Regions from separate parts of the Sus scrofa genome. Here regions 1, 2, 3, 4, 5 and 7 are each linked to region 6. A link is a contact called in public Hi-C and HiChIP or PLAC-seq data. All regions are on one chromosome and are shown on one strand. The core of a region is the stretch at or near the end of the contact, and the rest is flanking DNA. Distances in the headings are between cores, read along the strand shown.

Region 1 (2,700 bases), core at 62-2,561, 690 kb before region 6:
GGTCTGTGTCTTGTGAAATTTTCAGGCTTCACAGGGAGAAGCACTGGCAGAGCCCTGGGGGCTAAGGGAGGAAGGGCCAAGGACAGTGAAGGACAAAAGAGCAAAAAGGGTGATTGAGGAAGACCGCCAGGCTGAAGTCCTCTGTCACGGTGGCCCCACGCCGCTTCCTCCTGATGGAGCTTTTGGGCAGGATGTGACTTGGAAGGGAGCGACCACTGTCCTTTCCTCCACCCCCCACCCCCACCCCCGCTCCCCGTGGAGGCGGGGGGGGGGGGGGAGGCGGGGAGCAGAGCTCTGTGCATCTCGCTCACGCGGGCCCATCTGCAGAAGAGGCAGGATGCTCCGAGGTGGGTCCCGGGTGCTGGGGGGCCGTGCCCTCCCTCTTTCCTTCCCCGGGATCACAGCCAGGGGCCCCCGCGCAGCCCTGAGGTGGATTCGAGAAGCAGACCTCGGGCAGCACGGGGCTCAGAGGCCAGAATCAGAGCTGACGCTGCCTGGGTCCTTCCCGTCACTCTCCAGGATGAGATCATTGAGACAATGGTTCCTAAAAAATAAAAGGGCCTTTCTGTTTCCCTTTCCAAATATGTTCTAGGACATTCTCAGAATGCCCCGGGGGATACGTGCTCTTAAACTTTCAACATGGTGAAGGCCTGGGAGGTGGTGGACCGCGACAAGAACGCTGGGAGTGTGACCAGCACAGGCCCGGAGGCGCCCATGGCCTCATCTCTCCGCGTCTGAGCTCCCGGTTTCATGCTCAGCCAAGGAATTCGAGCTTCACTTTTAGCGTCAGGGAGAAAACTAAAGATTGGTATTGACCAGTACCTTCTTTTTCAAAATGCACACAAAACATGCATGTTTCTCCTTACTCTTTCTTTTTTTTTTTTTTTTTTTTTTTTGAGGTTTTTGCTGCACATTTAGGAGTCAGAATCTGCATGATATTTAGGATGAAGAAAGGTTGAGTTTTTAATCTCAGAGCACAAGTTCTCGGGTAACTTTCAAGTTCCTCAGAATCTTCTGATTTTCCATCTGGTTCGAAACCTTAGTTCCATGTGCAGTTGGCAATGGCATTTTCTCCCACTAGCGACTTCTGCATTTGCTCTCCAGCCTTCAGTTGTGTGCGTGGCTGTGGGCATGGGTACGAGCACCCTTTCGGGCGCCCAGACCTTCGCGTGCTCAGGTCCCCGTTGGCAAGGGCTCCTAGAGGTGAACCAGAGTCCTCCCTCCAGGCAGGAGGCACAGGCACGGCCCCGCTCCTCAAAGTGCCGAGATCCAGGCAGTGTAGACGTGCAGAGAAGCTGTTCTCGGGGACATACCCAATACAGGAAATGAAAGACGGAAACGATGGTTTCAACCAAGTGAGAGCAGAACTGAAAGTCTGCAAATAAAAATTACAGATCCTTAATCACAATTTTCTCTCCGCACAGGCTGTATAAAAGCGTGCCATTCTCTAAGAGGCTTGCCATGTTTTCAAGACCTCTTGAGTCGTCGTGACTTCTGCCTCTTGACTTCGATTCGACTCCGCAAGCAATAAAACAGTAAAAGCACCTCATTTCCTGCTCTCCATGTACTGCATTAAGGAGGTATTTCTCCACCAGAGCTGCAGCTCCGAGGACCCTTCTGCCCGCCCGGCCGGGCTGCTCAGCTGGGTCCTCTCTCCAGACTTTCTTGAGGAAGCAGAGAAGCATCTCAAACCCCAGCTTTTTGGTTCATTTCTATGCCAAACATCTGGGGCTTGAAAAAGAACTGTGCATGGAGATAAAGTCACCACCGACTCTGTGGAAAGGAGCATTAGGCAAAAAAGAAGTCGGACACATTAATTAAAATGGAAGACTAAATGAGCTGCAGAAAAGGTCGTGAGCCAGGGTCCCCGTGTGGGATCCATCCCCTTCGGTTAATTCTCTCATCCTTCGGGTTCTTGCTTTTGACCTGCTGAATTTGCAGACTTAGGAAACAGGACATACATGCAAACAAGTTCCGGCAAGCAACAGCTCGCAAACAAGATGTTGCAGTGAAGGCTCAGAGAGGTCGAGGGACTCACCCACAGCCACACAGCTCAGACGTGGCCAACAGGGCTGGAACTCAGTTTCCAGCCCATCTCATTCTCTTGCCCCACAGGGCCTCTCAGGGCACAAGTCACTGCCTGACAATCCAGATTTATGTGGACATGCCTTGCATTTCTTCAGGGAGCCTCAGCCAGGCCTTCCCTCTTCTGTGAGGTCAGGGGTGTGGCACCTCTTGCATGTGTGCCCAGGAGCTTACGGAGAAACGTGTCCGGCCACTTTCCCGAGGCTTGACAGATTTTCCCACAATGGCGTGAATGGACAAGAAAATGCAGCTTTGCTTGACGGCCCCACCCCAGTGCCCCTCTCCTGACTCACAAGCCACCTGGGGTGCCAGCCCAGGAGACCCGGGTCACTGCCACGCCTCGATGAAAACCTGCTCCCCGTGAGCCTGGCTAACACCCCAGTTATTCGGCATTGCTGAGGGGTCACGGACAGTTTAGCTGTTAAAGGTCTGGGTGATGGGCTGGGGTCAGGGACACGGGCATGCTGGGCCTTAGGGACCACCATCCTGAAACAGGGACCGTAAATCCTGTGCTCACGGTTTGGGGGAGACTAACAGGAGGTGATCTTCAATGTGCCGTGTGGATTCGGGGGACACAACGGTCGGTCCACAGCAGCTGTGTGACACCTGCAGAGC
Region 2 (2,700 bases), core at 186-2,685, 570 kb before region 6:
TGGCTGAAAGCCTAATGCCACACATCCAAAGAAAGAAGCTTCGTTAGGTGCAAATGCTGGAAGAGACGCCTTAGTGTTTCCAGAGAATGTGACAAAAATACCGACTGACCGAGAGGCCAAGGGCTGGACTGGGCGGTGGGGGGAGACCGCCTGCCCTTTGGTGCCTGGCAGCTGGTTTTGCTGTTTCCCAAAGAGAGCTGAGGAGGAGGGTGCAGGCAGAGCAGTGGGCAGCATAATTCCGGGAGAACCGACAATGACCTTCGCTGGGGAGGGTGGCCAGCTCCTGAAGGGCTAGGAGGGCAGATAAGAACGCATCAAACTCCTATTCATTTATTTTGGCCACGCCCACAGCACGCAGACCTTCCCCTGCCAGGGACGGAACAAGAGCCGTGATGGATCCTTAACCCCTGAGCCGCCAAGCAACTCTGTCAAGTTCTTGAATTCTGTGCCTATTTATTCTGGGTGAGACTTTCACTCAGCTCAGATGGAGTGATGATAATGAGTCAGGAATTTATAGGCTAACAGTTCTTGAGCACTTATTATGCGCCAGGCACTGCTGCAAGGGTTTTGAGAGCATCAACTTCGCTACCTGGTCCTTGTAACACCTGCTCCAGTGTGGGCTGTTACTATTAGTCCATTTTACAGATGGGCACTCGAGGAACAGTGAGGTTAAATTGTTTGCCCAAGCTCACACAGCTGGGGGGTTGCCATGTGTGTTCTCGGGCCCTGAGACAGGCGCAGTGATGCCGCGGGAGTGGAGAAGGACAAAGGCGCTTGCCGCAAACCACATTAAAGAGTCAGGTTTGCGTCCACTTGTTTGTCTGGGTGAGGCTGAGAAATGCGTCCACTCAAAGCGGTTCATTCCTTACCTCTCACATCAGTGAAATAAGTATTACATGGTGTTACCTCGTCATCAAAAGCTTTCAGCAGAGTGCCTGCCACACGCATCCAACCTTCTCTCATGTCCAAGATCAAGTACCTACCAGATCATGTTAATCGGCTTTCTCATTTGTTGTATCTAGAAAAAAATGACCTGTCCCTCCCAGGAATGATGAATAATATTGCGTAGAGAGGGAATAGCAGTGTCCGTCCCATTCTAGCAGCTCAATCCTTGTAAACTAGTGTTACTGTTAGCACATAAGAGTCTGTCTTGTACCTTTAGCATGCTCTTGGGTTCTTATCCTTGCTGTGTCATTTCCAAAAAAGTTTCCAAATATTTGTTTTCGCCTCCCTCTATGACATCAGCAAACCCCAGCTCGGGCTCCCTTGCTTTGCCTGTAAAACTCAGACCCTCCTCAGAGAAGAATATGCCTAGTTTATACGCCTCCCTTTCAAAGGGTTTAGACATATGAAACTTCTTTGGGAGGCTGCTGGAAATGCTCAGATGTCATGGGATTGTTGCTCAACCCCGGTCCTTGGGTCTGGGGAGGATGTGCTCTGGGCGTGGAGAAACTGCCCCACCCATCCGAGTCCCGCGGGCACCTCCGGGATGGGCTCTGTGTACCCCGTCCTCCCCACACGCAGAAGCAAGACCCCGCCTTGTCTGAGGAGGAAGCAGGGGCTCAGTGGGGTCAAGGAACTTGCTCAAGACTTCAGGTGACCAGCTGGGACCTGAGACCCTTCCGGCCAATGCTGGGGCCCTGAACCTGCCCCCCTCCCCAGCGCCCGTCTGTAGGCTCCGGGCTCACGCGTGAGCAGCGGGCCAGATGGGGATCACTCTGTCTCTGTGGAAGTCCCGTCAGCAAGTGCCAGGATTGGCCTCATTCTCCAGAGACACTTTGTTAAGAAGATACATTGCTTCTCTCCCTTCACTCGACAGATTTCAATACCCCAAATCATGTAAACAGCAAAAAAGTATTGAATTCCAGGAGATCCTCTCTTTTATTTTGATAAATGATGGTCTTTGGGAAAGGCCCGGCTTTGAGGTGCTGGAAAGCTGGCAGGTGCTCTGGGAGCAAAGCAGAGGGCCCAGGCGGGGCCACCTGCCTCAGCGTGAGGGCCCAGCTTTGCAGGAGTCCGGCGCGTTCGCAGACCTGTAAACCCACTTTCAAGCATGCGGGTCGCCCAGCGCAATGCTGTCTTTTCTCTGGGTCCTCACCCATTTAATTGCCTTCATCCTCAACCAGAGAAAATCCTGGAAATCCGGCGTTGTTTGGCTCCTTTCTCGCCGCCTACCCAGGCTTTTCAGCAACCTCTCTGCCGCGCGTTCCAAACAGGAAGTTCCAGCAGGCAGTGGTACAAATGGCCTGCATTATGTGGGATGTCACCTATTGTTACCCGAACAAAGACATCCTGGAATGAGCACAAAGCCTTCAAATCCGCCAGGGTCTCCGACCCTTCAATAGCCTTGTATTGTATCTGGGGAGTGATTGAGTGAATGGGGTCAGTCCAAGAATATACCTCAGCTTCTGCAACGCTGCTGTTCTTAGGCTGCCAGCACGGAGCTACACAGCACATGCAAATAGCGCTGCCTCGGCTGGGCACACATGCAAAGCAGGGACTTTCTAGACAAATGTGGGGACCAGCCTCTGTATAAATAAGTGGGAGAAAGGGGTTGGGAAGGAGCCCCACCTCGGTGACATGTTAGGAAAGGCAAAATTGCTATTAATTGAAAGTCTTATTCAAGTTTCTCTCTTGAAATGCTCCGCATAGGTCACAAGGTCCCCAAACCTTGAAGGGAGTGTAGACATTTTGTCTCTT
Region 3 (2,700 bases), core at 138-2,637, 770 kb before region 6:
AAGGATGGATAGATAGATAGACAGACAGATAGACAGATAGTGAGTGTCACGACGGGGCACCCCAATCCCATAAAGCATCTGTTTATTACTGCTTGGAGAGGGATCTATTGCTCCAAGGATGTTCACCAGCAAGTCCCTCCCACAAAGACAGTAATTTGCTTCATTTGAGGAACACATCTTCCTTTTTTCTTCCTTCTTTCCTCCCTTCCCTTTTCTCTATTTTTTCTTTTTAAATATATAATATGAAGAAAAGAAAACTAGTTACAGGTGGACGTATGAGAAAATGTAGCTTTTCAAAACCTACATTTTCTCATACGTCCACCCAATAATCTTTGAAATAAGCACGATAAAGATGAAAGCAAACAGATAAGGAAAAAGAGGCTCAGAGAAGTTCAATAACCTCCAACTTCACACAGCCAACGACTTGTGAAGCAGAGATTCAAGTGTAGGCCTGTGTGGTTTCAAAACCCTCATCTTTCTGTTTCATTAAGTTGCTTCATATATAAAGAAATTGTGAAATATTTTTTTTTTAGAAAGGCAAGTGGCTGTTAGTATTCTTGTTCTATTTTTTCTTTCTAATACTTCTTCTATGTGTGGCCTTTGTCTATTAAGTATACAATTTATAAGCTGTTCCATGTAACAGCATATCTTCCAACAGATCTCATGTTATTATACAGCCATTATAACCTCCTCTTTGTTGTATAAAATCGTCTGTGACTATTACACTTATATTAACAGGTTAAATATTCCTCAGCTGTTAGAAGCCAGTATATCTGATGGACTTTGCCACAATGAGCTGGACCTGCCAGGCTGTAGGTGGTTCCAGAACTGCTCCCTGAATCCATCTCCTTCTGTAGCAAACCCGAGCTGGTTCTACTCACTGGATGGTAGAAATCCAAGTGGCTGATAAGATCATGTTCAGCACCTCTTCAAGTGTGAATCTAAAGCTTCCCACTGGCCAAAGCAAAGCCAATGAGATGGGATGGGTACTCTGCTCATTCTGCTGGGAAAAAGCACGACCCCACTGCTGGAGGGAGTGAGGCTCTGGGAACACCAGTCACCGACCACATGTGCTCAGAGTGGGCGGGATCAGAGTAGCATGTGCGTCTAGCCACAGAACTCAGAGTACAGCTGATGCTATTGTTGGATTAGAGTGTAGGCTACTAATAGCAGTGCTTTGGACTGAATGTTTGTGTTCCCCAAATGCCTATATTGAAGGCTAATCCCCACTGTGATGGTATTGGAGGCGGGACCTTTGAGAGATATTTAGTTTAGATGAGGCCATGAGAGTGGGGCCCCTGTGATGTAAACAGTTCCCTTATAAACAGAGCAAGCGACACCAGAGCACTCTCTCTCTCTCTGCCATAGCACAGTGAAAAGGTGGCTGTCTGCCACCCAGGATGAGGGCGCTTACCAGGAACTGAACCTTTAGCACTTTGACCTCGAATTTCCAGCCTCCAGAACTATAAGAAATAAATGTTGTTTAAGCTACCCAGTCATGGTATTTTATTAGAGTAGCCCAAACTCACTGTACTGGTAGAGACTGGGAAACCAAACAGGTTTAAGAACTATTTAAGGGCATCTGTTGGTGTCCTGGCAGGAAAATGATGGTACAAATGGTACACTGACAAGGGTTAATTGACAAGGTTAATAAAAGGAATATTTACAACAGTATAAGAAGTGCCAAGAAAACCAACAGTAAAGTAGTGCAAACAAGCAATAGTAGTTACAATCCCTTGACCCGAAGCAAGTTTGGCCAGAACCATGGATGGCCACATCCATGGAGGAAGGTCTGCTTTAGGGAGCTTGGCAACAAGTTCACAGATGGCTAAGGCCATGGCCCAGCAGAGAGGGAGCAGGCGAGTTAAACACCCCACCCTCTTTCCTTCTGTGCCTCTTCCTGGCTATACTCACCACAAAGGCCAAGAAGACCAGACAATACTATCCACAGAAGTGAGTGTCTGAGAACACAGACAGGACAGAAGGCGGCAGGAAATGGATCTGGAGGGACATGAGGGCCATCACTAGCATTACCTGTCCTTTTCACCAGTTAGCACGCAAGTCCTCCTTCTTTTAGGTAGAAAGACATGCATACCCAGCACAAGGAAACGCATTTTCCATAAACCACTGTATTCTTATGGAATTTAATCTACTTCCACCCAGAACCAAAGTGATAACGTTATCCACATCCAGAGCCCTTCACGTAGAGTAGCAGGATCAGAAGACATAGGGAGGAAAGAAAGAATGAACATATAATGTGGATGCTGCAGACCTGCCTTTACAAGACCTAAATTCACCTTCCTAGCTTCCTTATTTCACTGAACACGCATGTTCCCCTGCCTTTCAGCTGGCATGTTGGCTCACAGAACCGTTTGGTTGCTTGTCTGTTTGTTTCTGCCTAAATCTTACTGATAAAGGATGCAAATTACTTGATGGTCCTGCATTTACCGAGTTCCTATCAATCATCATGATGGGACTCAGGAGCAGCAGGTAGCAACTCAGTGAATCCCCGGGTTTCAGAGACGATCTCCTGCACCTCACCGTGTGAAATCAGTCCCAGTGACAGGTTCATCCTTTCAGGTCATGCATTGACCTCCTTCTATGCCCTCAGTTCCGTGAGGTAAGGAGTCCAAAATGGCCAAGGGCAGCCTTCCCTTTGAACCCGGGAAAACTACAGCTGTGTTCCCAGGAGCACTCCTC
Region 4 (2,700 bases), core at 183-2,682, 740 kb before region 6:
GTGAAGACCCATGATGCTGGAGCACACAGTGAGGGGAGGTACCACTAGGAGGCAGGAAGAAAGAAGAAGGTGACTGACGTTTGCTGACCCCATACGACAGCTGCTTTTAGCATCTCCTAAAACCTTCACAACAGCCCAATTAAAGAGACTTTGTTGGGTCCAATTTGCAGGTGAGGGGACAGTGCCCAAGGGAAAGTGGGGCCCGGATGTGGGAAGTGGGGGCTGAGGTAAGGACTCCGGACTTGGGAGTGATGAGAGCAGGAAAAGGGAGCTGACCCCAGGTCAGATACCACACTGACCACAAGACAGGGCCCAGTGGAGAAAGGAGAGCAGGCTGCACAGGAAGACAGGGGTCACATGAGCGGGACACCGTGCCAGTCCTCCTCTGCTCCATCCAGGGACTGCGGGTGTGAAAGACTCACTGACCATGGGGTCAAGGGGCTGCTGAGAAGGGGCCTAGGCTGATGGCCACAAAAAGACACATGTGTCTCAAAGTCACCCTTCTTCTGGGCAGCAGCCTTAGCCAGAGGAGGAAAGAGCTGACTAACTCCACTGTGCATTTGTTTCCTACCTGCCCCCTGTAGGTGTTCTGGGGGTGGTACTAGAAACTGTTATGGCTATCCTGCTGGGATGTGGTCATTCCCAGGAAGCAGTACAGGGATGACGGGACGGCGGCCCACAGCCAGACAAGCCCATTATGGAGATGAGAGCTACTGGGGGCTTCCCAAGAAGCAATTTCAGGGAAAACATCCAAGAGCCACTTAAGGGGGACATATGATAAAGATGAATGATAAAAAGGACAAGATAGTGAATCCCAAGAGAGGTAGGCAAAACCAAAGCCATATAGAGAGAGATGGACGCTGATGGGTACAGACCTACACCAGAGGGAGACATGAACAGTAGGCCAGTGTTTACAGCCAGTACGGATGAAACTCAGGCATTTCATCTGGAATTCAGGGTTCCAAGTATTTATGCAGTAAGTTTTAACAACAACAACAAAAAAAGGTGCAATAATGAATAAAATTTACTCATCCCCGAAACAATGTATTACTCTTGTCATTAAGAAAAAAAAAGAAAAGAAAAGAAAATGAAGACCCAAGTAGTCCAGTGTCACGTGATTAGGCCAGGACACAAGCGCACTTAGGAAGAAGCACCCCCTTCACGGGATCTGCTGGTTAAAGGTTCACTTCCAATTACAGCTAAATGTGCCAAATGTTCATTCCAGTTCAGCAAAAGCTTCCTCTGAACTGTATGGATTTATTTCACATTAATCAGCTATTGTACTCAACATGCTAGGGTGAGAGGAGTCGTTTACTTGATCAAGTCAGGCGATACGGAGCACAGACAGGCGTTATTAATACCACTTATCATCCCAAGCTCTTAGCTTGCTAAATATGTGAATCTTGTTACCACGTGGTTATCAAGGCAGAGTTATGAAACGCCCCAGGGCCGACTCTGCAAATGCAAGTCACATATTCTGCAGGAGGTTCTGGAAGAGGGGCTGAATTCTATTCCAGGAAGCAGAGGAAGTGTCACAAGACAGACATGCGCCAATTTGAACTGCCAAGTGGACCTCTTCCCATTTTACATACCCCGTGGTTTCTAAATAATGCACATGTCAGCTGCACGGATACTAGACGCCACTATGGGTTCTGACAGGCTGCCCCAATTCCCATCAGTCAGGGCCCATGTCTCCCAGGAAACTCAAAGTGAGATTGGGGAAGGTAGCCAAGTGGTTGGGACTCAGCTGGAAAGTGGATTCTGGAACATCCAAAGTCTGAGAGACTGGTTCAAATTGAGAGAACTATGGAGAGAGTCTGGAGAACTGACAGGGGCATGGTAGGATGAGGCAGCTTCCAGTTAGAAGGCCATACTCAATCCAGCACTCTTAGAATGGCCTTTTTGATGCAGAAGTCCAGATGCTAAGGAGAGAAGCTCTGATCTCTCAGTAAAGAAGGAACACTCTTGCTCTGTGAGCCTGGGGAGGTCAAAAACTAAGTTGAAGATGAGATTATTTCATGTGGGCATATTCTTCAAGTCCTCCTCTTTCTCCTGAAGGCCAGCATCATCAGCACACACTGCCTTCATTTCTGATGCTTTCATCACACCATTTTTCTATCAGACAGAACAGTCATTTCCCAAAATCTCCAACCTGGATACTTTGTTCCCAAGATATATCCATTCCCTCGTATTTTCAATACGCCACCACAGCATGACTGGGATGTTTTAAATTCACACCTTCCCAGCTCACACTTCCATCCCACTAAAGGATCTGGTATGCCTGCAGAGCAGTAAATTTCAGTTTTTAAAATTGTTGTTCTCTAGTGCTTGTGAGTCATGCAAAGGGCAATGGCTTGATGGTTTTATTAAATGTACAGGCACCACGGTTTGAAAGATGTAGGGACTGAATGTCTGTGTCCCCCCAAAATCCGGCCCTTCAATGTGACAGTATTAGGAGGGGCCTTTGGAAGATGATTAGGATTAGCAGGGTCAGGAGGGTGGGGCACTCACAGATGGGATTAGTGCCTCTAGGAGAGTCTGGGGAGAGCTTGCTTTGCCCTTCTCCTGCTCTCTCAGCCATGTGAAGATGAAATGAGAGGCTGGCATCTGCAACCAGAAAGAGTTCTCCCCAGATCCCACTCTGCTAGGCCCCTGATCTTGACTCCCGGCCTCTACCATCATGAGAAATAAATGTATGCC
Region 5 (2,742 bases), core at 229-2,728, 920 kb before region 6:
AAAAAACAAAAATAGAACTACTACCTGATCCAGCAATTCCACTCCTGGGTACATTTCTGAAGAAAACAAAAACACTAATTCGAAAAGCTTCATGTACCCCACCATTCACGGCAGCCTTATTCACAACAGCCAAGATACGGAAGCAACCTAAGCGTCCATTGACAGATGGCTGGATAAAGGCGACGTGGTGTACACACACAGTGGAATACGACTCAGCCATGGAAAATGGAATGTTGCCATTTGCAACAACAGGATGGACCTAGAGAGTATTGTTTAGTGAAATACGTCAAAGACAAATACTCTATATTGTCACCTAAAAAATAAAACAAAAGGATGTATTCAAGAAAGCAGAAGCAGACTCGCGATATTGAGGACTCGTGATAATAAGTGGGGAGAGGACGGGCCATGGGCAAGACGGGGATGGCGCTGAAGAGGCACAGCTGTAACGTACAGAGTAGGCTGCAAGGGCACACTCCACAGCGAGGGAGCAGAGCCGTTACGTCGTGATAACTTTAAATGGAGTTTAAGCTATAAAAATTCGGAATCACTCTATTGTATACCTGAAACTAATATAATACCGTAAATCAACAAGTGAGTTTTCAAAAAAGAAACAGGATTTTCTTTTTAAAGAAAGAAGGCTGGATTTCCTGCACGTGGGCTTTTGCTTGGTACCTCATCTGCCCTCTCCTTGTGGTGGATGGACTCAGGAGGGCACTGGCGGTCCCTGTCATTTGGGGCCAGATGTGGGGAGTGATCCTGTCACAGAGAGGAGGGAGGCAAGAGGACTGGGAGGCCGGGCGTGTCCTGGATGGCTGAAGCCTGCTGGACGCCCGGCCACGGGCGCCTCCCTTGGAAGGGTGATGCTGGGCCTCCGCGGACCCCGTTACCCAGAAGGGAAGGGGCGGCTGAGCAGGCGACATGCTCCTCAGGAAATCTCGGCCCAGCGTCAGCCCGAGCGTCCACTCCGGTAAAGCGGCAAGAGCGTCCCCCGGGCAGCGTTCCATGTCATCTCATCTGCTGAAAAACGAGAGGCGGCTGGGGACGTGCAAGGGGCTGTGCAGAAGGCCAGGTGCAAGCCCACCTTGCTCCAGGCTGACCGCGGCCGGCTCACAGCCCCCTCAGGTTCAAGGGGGGACTAGAGGACTGGTTCTGAGATTCTGATGTGGTTCCTGGAGAATCTGAAGACTTCAGCAGGGGTTTCCGGGGGGGAGTCAGAGACTCAGCCCAGAGGCTGCCTGGCCATCGAGCTGCACCCGGGCCCAGCCTGAGGGAAGGCAGGACACCGGCTACAGCCCCTGGCCCAGGCTGGTCACTGCGGCACGTCCCTAAACACACCATCTGCTAAAGACATTCAGCACTTTTAAAACTCTACGAACTGTACTGTTTCTAAAAATATCATGCCAGCTTCACAGCTAAATAAAACTCGCTTTCCAACGATGAGTCAAATGCATTTTGCATCAATGGCTCCGCATACTTGAGGATCTGAGTTGTTTCTCCGATGATTCGTTTGTGGTGAAGATATTTTTCCATGTCACTGATCCAGTGGAGCTCATTTCTAAGAAATTTCTAATTTCCCTGGAGTAAGATGAACGCCTCAAAGTCAAAGAAGAAGGATTTTTCATTCCATCGTGACTTCGGAATCTTTTTCAAAGCTGGCTTTTTGCCTTTGAGATCAAACTTTGCTCAATCCAGTCTCAAATGTCTTTCTTTTCATTCTGTCTCTACCCAGCTCTTGTTAACTGATGCAAACTCCGAGTGTCAGTGAAAGCCGCCGGCCGCACAGGCATCCTCTGAGACACTTCTAAGGGCTCTCGTTTCTCTCTCTTCATCTCCCATCAACTCTTAAGTTTTTTCTCAGAGTAAGTCTGCCCCCTCACTCCACGAAAACATGCTCAAGTTTATCATTATTATTACTGTCCTTCTGGCACTGATTAAGTCTCCCAGGGACTTCCCAGGTCCCCTGTCTGATGGCTGGGTGCCTGTTAGACTGTCCAGGAGTGGCTTCCGCCATCCGAGCCAGCATAATGCCGCAAGAAATAACTGCTAGATTATAATATTTGGGAATCTGAAGAGAGTTATTGCTGTCATTTAGATCAAAATTTGAAATGTCATGAAAAACACTAAAAACAAGAAAGAGGAAAAAAAGAGTGTGAAGAAGGTCTTTGACTTTCCAAAGGATTGTTTAATAATTTAGTTCCCAGTCGATCAACTAACCACGGTTGTGGTGACTTCACACCCACCTGAGAAGCAGCTGGGGACATACCTTATAAATGGAAACAAAAAAATAAATGATTTTCTCTCCCTTCTCGGGCCACTTTCCCATAAGATAGGGTTATAAGAGGCTACGAAACCGCATCATGACTTTATGCTAGCTTCATCCTTCATTCCCAACAGCCTGTAACGGAAGGGAATGAGATAATTTACACATACATATATATATTCTGGGACCATCTCTCTAGTAAGGCGTGACCAGGCTGATAGTGTGTGAGCGTGTGAGCAGCTCTAGGGTATCTCCACGGCTTTAGGGTGCCCTGTGGTTGCCCCCTTAGAATTAGTAAAACAGGTATCTGTCACCCCATGTGGGCTTTCCTGGGAGTTCTTTTTCACACAGTTAAAAAGAAGTTAGGGCACTAATCACTGCTGTAAATCAAGGACACTTCAATACAAAGGAAGCCACGCCCTCCTCTTCCTGAGAGGGAGATCTTACTAGGCAAGTGCGAATGCACATTTCAAACTTGTTTT
Region 6 (2,853 bases), core at 338-2,837:
ATTAATGAGCCCCAAGAGTGCAAGACACGGGGTTTGAGCCGTAACCCTGGGACCTACCGCATTCCTCGCCTCACTACAGACCTGCGAGGTCTCTAGGTTTGTGTGCCTGACTCAGTAATGTCCAAACTAAAGTTTTTCTTTCTGTACCTAGAGGTGACAGAGAAACACATCACTTTGCTGCTGAGAGTGGCATTTTAGGCAGAGGCTAGAAAGTAGGCAAAGTCTGCCTTGTGTAACATTTGTCCATGAATCAGACTGCAGCAGAGTCTCACAAAATATTTATTAAGAGAAAGAGTAAACTTAGCTGATCTAATTTCTGCCTGTTAGTTCTTGGCAGTCTGAAAGATTATATTAGTCAAGCTTTCCAAGTTACCCAATAGAATACAAAAATGATGGGAAAATATTCCAAGTAAATACTGCAGAAAACATGTCTTCCAAAGGCTGGAAGATGGCAAGATGGAAAGTTCTAAGGCATAAAAGTCGTACCACGGTACCGCATGTAAAACCAGAGCTTTTAGCAATAGGATATGCTAAGATTTTGACATCCTTAAACTAGCTAAGGCTCTTTGCAGCAAGTAGGGTAGAATATGAGCTTGCAATGAAGTCTCTCCTGAGTCTGTGACCCAGACGTGCTGATGAAAATTGGAGATATGCCCTCTTTTTTTTCTTTTCTTTTTTTTGTTTTTGTTTTTTAGGTCCACACCCGTGGCATATGGAAGTTCACAGGCCAGGGGTCGAATTGGAGCTACAGCTGCTGGCCACAGCCACAGCCACAGCAACTCGGGATCTGTGCCGCATCTGCGACCTACACCACAGCTCATGATCCTTAACCCACTGAGTGAGGCCAGGAATCCAACCCGCGTCCTCACGGATGCTAGTCGGGTTTGTTAACCACTGAGCCGTGAGGGGAACCCCCTGCCCTCATTTTATTTCATGGAGCCCACAGTCAGTACAATGCTGAATCCCTTTTGCAGAGTGCTCAATTCTCATATATTTTGTCATGAAATGTATGTGTTCACCACCCAAACTGAGAAAAAGTATAAATGAAATGAGAAGAGAAACAGAATATAATTGAGTATTTCAAAGCAATCTCCATTTTTGAAAACTATACATGTATGAATGATATGGTATATGCAAATATGATATAAGATATAAATATACATTATATATTAAATTATATAATTTTGGGTATTTCATAATATAATTTTCATTTATATTCATTTTGTAACATTCATTTCATAATATAATTATATATATATACACACACACACAAATACACAAAAACATATAGGCAGAAAACCAAAATATTGTCAGAATATTTATTTCTTGATGATGGAAATTTTAGTGGTCATCCTTGGTTTTGTTTCTGTGGTCCTACCTTAGGTATTTTCCAAATTGTTCACTGAATTTGAATTAACCTTTACAACGATAAAATGTAATTTGTTTCAAGGCTGAAAAGACTTGAAAAGACGGGGAAATCTTCACCTGAAAACTCTAATTGCAGCAATGATCTGAATCAGAGTTTCCCAGCGCCAGGGAAGCACAGCTGCCCCAAATGCAGAAACGTGGACACCTGTGCCCCCTAGTGGCCACCCTCAGTAAGTGTCCGGGGAGCCTCGTCCTCTGTTGGTAGGAATCTCCAGGGAGACTTGTGTTTATAAAACCGGGAAACCCCGCTCCCTCCTCCCAGGCTGGGGACCCACAGTCTACACTGAGAAATGAGGACTTAGAATTAGGGAATATCCTAATCACGGCTAATGAGAGAGACCCGGAAAAAAGCGGCTGCCACCCGTAGGAACACAAATAAAAAGGAAACTAGGTTTCTTTCAGTTTTAAAAAATACATCAGTATATACTATAGTGTGTATTAAAAGAGTATATATTTTAAAATATATTAGTCTATATACTTAGAATATACTACTAATATTAATAATGGTATTAATGTGTAATATATTACATATGTGTATGTAATACATGTACTAATAATAGTCATATATTACATGCACACTTTTATAGCATTTATGTACTTTAGCATACTTTATATCTTTGAACATATATATTTTTATAGTGTGCTTTTTAAATGTATGCCTGTGTTTGTGTCCGTATTTCTATACCTGTAGTTTTACATAGTATTGTGTGTGTGTATACTGCATATGATGTATATATGTAGAATATGTGTAGTATTCACACATGCCTATTTTTACAAATGATTCTGCATTTGTCAGGGTTTTGTTCTAATCAAGAGCCTAAAGTATGACACATCTGCATTTCTAAGTCCACAGCTAGCAAAAGCATTTCTTCCTTTTGAAGTTACGTGCAGCTCCAATTTGCTTGGAAAGTTGACACATCCAAGTTCATCGTCATTGCTGTTATTATTATTTATGAAATTCAGCATTTCCTCAGAGCCAGTTTGGATACAATAAAGTCTTCAGATCTACAGTCTCACGAGCAATTTATTACGGTCAGCAGAGGACCTTGAAGCCAAATGCCTTTCTTAGACCTGCTTTCAGCAGTGCTCATTGAATTCAGTTTCATGCGCTGGTTTGAAGGAAAAATGTGGGCAAGGTGATAAACACAGCCTTGCCTTGGCCGTAACCAAATTAAAACAGCCACCTCAACCGTGGTAGTCAGGGAATCACACAGGCTGAAACAAGAAGAAAAATCAATGTGAAAGCAAACCTACCTACACCGTATGTCCTGATGGCAGATTCTGACTCTGAGACATACCGCAGTCAGCATGAATCCTTCAGTGCCTGTTGAGTTATTTGAAGAGATTCCATCATTATATATTGAAACTTGGTCCAGGCTTTTTTAGACCATATTCTTAAATCTGCTTTAAAAACATGGGACAATT
Region 7 (2,782 bases), core at 30-2,529, 590 kb before region 6:
GAGCCACACTGGCCTCTGATTCTCTGAAAGGGAAACGCCCTGCTCTGAGGTTGGGTCCTGCTGCCCTGATCAGCTTTACGTCTCACTTGCTGGAAGGTCTCTGCGTGGGGCCAGCCGGGCCGATGATGGGGAGTCGGGATAACTCGCCCCCACAGGGGTGGAACGCAGCTCAGAGTCCATCCTTACTCCCGGACTCTTGCCATCTTCACCTCCTGCGTCCACCCTGTACCCACACGGCTGGAAAACAAGGTCTACACGGCTTGTCACTTGCTTTCTGCCCCTTCCCTAGAGCCCACCTGCCCACCCTGCCTGTGTCAGGGCAAGCACCCGCTAGCGTCACGTGTCCCCACAGGACAAATCCTTCTGGGTGCCCCGTTTGGGCCGGTCACCCTCCTCAGCAAGAGCAGAGACTGACATTAGGCTTCCTTTCTGGCATTAAGTTTTCTTTGTAAGCTGGAAGTGCGAGCACTGCTTTACTGGTGCCCAGAGAGAAGGGCGAGTCGGAGAACCTGGTGCTTCTGGGTTTACCTGGGAGCCCACCCCCGCCCAGGGAGTCCATCCTAGAGGTGGAGGCTCCACTGTTTTCAGTCTTTTAAACATCAACTCTTTTTTTTTTTTTTTTTTTTTAAATTGTCTTGGTGTGTACTTAACCACTTAACCTATAGAGGGGTGTTAGTTTCAGGTGTGCAGCGAAGTACATCAGGTTTCCATATACAAATATTCACCCTTTTCAGATTCTTTTCCCGTTGGGTTATCGCACGGCTCTGAGGAGGCTGCTCTACAGCCCGTCCCTGTCACTCATCTATTTACACACAGTAACGTGTGTCTGTCGTCCCAACCTCCTAACGGATCCCTCGCTGACACTTCCCCTTCGGGAACCTTAAGTTTGTTTTTGAAATCTTTGAGTCTCAAATATCAAGTCTCAGGAAATGTCTTCTGAGGCTTTTTTTTTTTTTTCCTGAAATGCTTGCTGATTTTTCTCTCTTTCATATCTCCCCATAACTCAGTACTGGTATTTTTCGAAATTGATAGTTTCTCTCCCTTTGAAGAAATTTCAATGAGCTGAGATTCCTTTTTCTTATTGATCAGGAAGATGCTGCCTCAAGCTGCTTTCCTCTGGAGACGGAGGGGTCACTTTTGTGACGGTTTTGAAAGCAGGAAAATTCCGGAGACCTGGCAAAAAGATCCGACCTCAAGGTCTGCCCGCTTAGAGGGCGTTCTTTAGCGATGAGGTAATGTTTGGTGAGCTTCTAGGTGGGACTGAACTTGGTGACCCGACCTCGCTTGCTGGGGGGTGTTTCACCAGAGTCCACGTCAGCCACGAGGACCCCTGACGACAAGGACGGAGATACTGGTCTGACCTGAAAGGAGGCGTTTTCTAACTGTCCCCAGGCCTTCTCTCCACACTCAAGCTGCAGAGGCTTTTCCCTCGCCCTCCCTCTGGCTTTTCCTATTACGAATCGAAGGCAGGAAGGGAAAGATGGCTCAGGTCCTTTCTTTCAAACCCCTACTTTCAGATTGGCAGCCAGCAGCAGAGATAAATGAGTCACTTATTACCGACGTCACAGGGAACTCCAGGCCACAGATACTGTGCAGGGTTTGAAACAGGAGACAGAGAGCATGTGATTAAAGCTGCTCGCTCCATTTAATGACAAGACCCACAACAGACAAGGAATCAGGAGGCACGACAGACGCTCCTCCTTGAGCCACAGAACGAGGGGATAAGGGGACTGGGCTTCAGGAGTTAATGGGCAATGATCCACGGGGTGGGGCGGGGGGGGGTCTCCCTCTGCTTGTCAGTACATTCCATGAAGCCTTACTGCACCCTGGGGGCAGAGCCACCCAGACCGTGAAACACCTTCTGTTGCAGGCTGAGTGGCCTCATTTCCAGACCCTTACCACACATGCTCAAAGCGGTTTGCTGGGTTGCCCACTTTATTTAAGCCATCATCTCACATTTCTAGACATTCCCGGAGACGCCTGTGAATTCAAGGTAGGCGAGGAACGTGGTAAATTAGAACAAGTCCACCTTTCCCTCGAAGGAGAATTTCCTGGCAAAATTGAGCCTTGGGGTCAGTTATAGTCAGGGCATTCCCAAGGCTGGATGACCTCCCAGCCTAAGTCTGCCCCCGGACACAAACCGGTCTCCCCAGACTCCCCTGCCCTGCTCCTTTTTGCTCCTGAGGCTGCTAATCATTTATTAGTCAAATATGCTTGGTAAGGAGTTCCTGCTGTGGCGCAGCAGATGAAGAATCTGACTGCAGCAGTGCAGGTCACTGCTGAGGTATGGGTTTGATCCTTGGCCCTGTGCAGTGAGTTTAAGGATCCAGCGTTTCTGCAGCTTTGGCTTAGGTTGTGGCTGTGGCTCAGATTCAATCCCTGGCCTTCCCTATGCTGTGGGCGTGGCTGAGAAAAAAATGCGTGAAGAATAACCATTGGCTATAGTCACCAAGGAGGTCAAATCACCATCCTTGACCTCAGGACCAGTCGTCGAGGACCTGATAAAGTTATCGGCTACTTCTACCCAGTCAGAGGGCTTGAGGGTGGGTGCCAGGGGGCTCCCTGCGGGCAAGGTCACAACCCACCAGCTTTGCAGCCTCTGTGCTTAGTCTCGCACCTGGCACATTGACCTCTGTGGATACACGTGACTTCAGTAAGGAGCGAATTGGAGCAACACGATAGGGAGCTATTTTCTGGGGCGCTTATCTCCGGGCATGGTGACCCTGACAGGCGACCAAAGGTACGGAGATCTGCTTAATGCACACTCTGACGGTGACAGCCG

The links. Hi-C and Micro-C count contacts between places; a contact is called where the count stands out from the background. HiChIP or PLAC-seq counts read pairs in DNA pulled down with a chosen protein or histone mark.
Region 1: an H3K27ac HiChIP or PLAC-seq map of alveolar macrophages shows a contact between it and region 6. The contact joins two enhancer-like sites. A contact is called at or near these places in 9 of 47 Hi-C or Micro-C datasets (brain, embryonic fibroblasts, epiblast stem cells and 6 more) and 2 of 2 datasets of contacts at active chromatin or transcription factors (alveolar macrophages and skeletal muscle).
Region 2: a contact with region 6 is called in an H3K27ac HiChIP or PLAC-seq map of alveolar macrophages. The contact joins two enhancer-like sites. A contact is called at or near these places in 1 of 47 Hi-C or Micro-C datasets (embryonic fibroblasts) and 1 of 2 datasets of contacts at active chromatin or transcription factors (alveolar macrophages).
Region 3: an H3K27ac HiChIP or PLAC-seq map of alveolar macrophages shows a contact between it and region 6. The contact joins two enhancer-like sites. A contact is called at or near these places in 1 of 47 Hi-C or Micro-C datasets (embryonic fibroblasts) and 1 of 2 datasets of contacts at active chromatin or transcription factors (alveolar macrophages).
Region 4: a contact with region 6 is called in an H3K27ac HiChIP or PLAC-seq map of alveolar macrophages. The contact joins two enhancer-like sites.
Region 5: a contact with region 6 is called in a Hi-C map of retroperitoneal adipose tissue, with 2.1 times the contacts expected there. The contact joins two enhancer-like sites. A contact is called at or near these places in 5 of 47 Hi-C or Micro-C datasets (embryonic fibroblasts, mesenteric adipose tissue, omental adipose tissue and 2 more).
Region 7: an H3K27ac HiChIP or PLAC-seq map of skeletal muscle shows a contact between it and region 6, with 7 times the contacts expected there. The contact joins two enhancer-like sites. A contact is called at or near these places in 4 of 47 Hi-C or Micro-C datasets (fibroblasts, heart right ventricle, retroperitoneal adipose tissue and 1 more) and 2 of 2 datasets of contacts at active chromatin or transcription factors (alveolar macrophages and skeletal muscle).

What each region holds. Positions count from the first base shown.
Region 1 is chr10:66,508,397-66,511,096 of Sscrofa11.1, reverse strand. No RefSeq gene overlaps it. Among named protein-coding and RNA genes, the nearest start is that of KLF6, 21 kb to the right of the region's middle. Within about 2 kb of position 1,311, at least 23 of the 83 cell types and tissues checked have an H3K27ac peak or open chromatin away from gene starts, as enhancers often do. A contact at or near this core is called in alveolar macrophages, liver and omental adipose tissue, where this site is marked.
Region 2 is chr10:66,386,641-66,389,340 of Sscrofa11.1, reverse strand. No RefSeq gene overlaps it. Among named protein-coding and RNA genes, the nearest start is that of KLF6, 100 kb to the left of the region's middle. Within about 2 kb of position 1,435, at least 9 of the 83 cell types and tissues checked have an H3K27ac peak or open chromatin away from gene starts, as enhancers often do. A contact at or near this core is called in alveolar macrophages, where this site is marked.
Region 3 is chr10:66,581,923-66,584,622 of Sscrofa11.1, reverse strand. No RefSeq gene overlaps it. Among named protein-coding and RNA genes, the nearest start is that of KLF6, 95 kb to the right of the region's middle. Within about 2 kb of position 1,387, at least 9 of the 83 cell types and tissues checked have an H3K27ac peak or open chromatin away from gene starts, as enhancers often do. A contact at or near this core is called in alveolar macrophages, where this site is marked.
Region 4 is chr10:66,559,188-66,561,887 of Sscrofa11.1, reverse strand. The region is part of intron 1 of LOC102157904 (a long non-coding RNA gene); the gene reads right to left. Among named protein-coding and RNA genes, the nearest start is that of KLF6, 72 kb to the right of the region's middle. Within about 2 kb of position 1,432, at least 13 of the 83 cell types and tissues checked have an H3K27ac peak or open chromatin away from gene starts, as enhancers often do. A contact at or near this core is called in alveolar macrophages, where this site is marked.
Region 5 is chr10:66,730,922-66,733,663 of Sscrofa11.1, reverse strand. No RefSeq gene overlaps it. Among named protein-coding and RNA genes, the nearest start is that of KLF6, 240 kb to the right of the region's middle. Within about 2 kb of position 1,478, at least 14 of the 83 cell types and tissues checked have an H3K27ac peak or open chromatin away from gene starts, as enhancers often do. A contact at or near this core is called in retroperitoneal adipose tissue, where this site is marked.
Region 6 is chr10:65,815,700-65,818,552 of Sscrofa11.1, reverse strand. No RefSeq gene overlaps it. Among named protein-coding and RNA genes, the nearest start is that of AKR1E2, 120 kb to the right of the region's middle. Within about 2 kb of position 1,587, at least 29 of the 83 cell types and tissues checked have an H3K27ac peak or open chromatin away from gene starts, as enhancers often do. A contact at or near this core is called in alveolar macrophages, liver, omental adipose tissue and 3 more, where this site is marked.
Region 7 is chr10:66,404,933-66,407,714 of Sscrofa11.1, reverse strand. No RefSeq gene overlaps it. Among named protein-coding and RNA genes, the nearest start is that of KLF6, 82 kb to the left of the region's middle. Within about 2 kb of position 1,279, at least 28 of the 83 cell types and tissues checked have an H3K27ac peak or open chromatin away from gene starts, as enhancers often do. A contact at or near this core is called in retroperitoneal adipose tissue, skeletal muscle and subcutaneous adipose tissue, where this site is marked.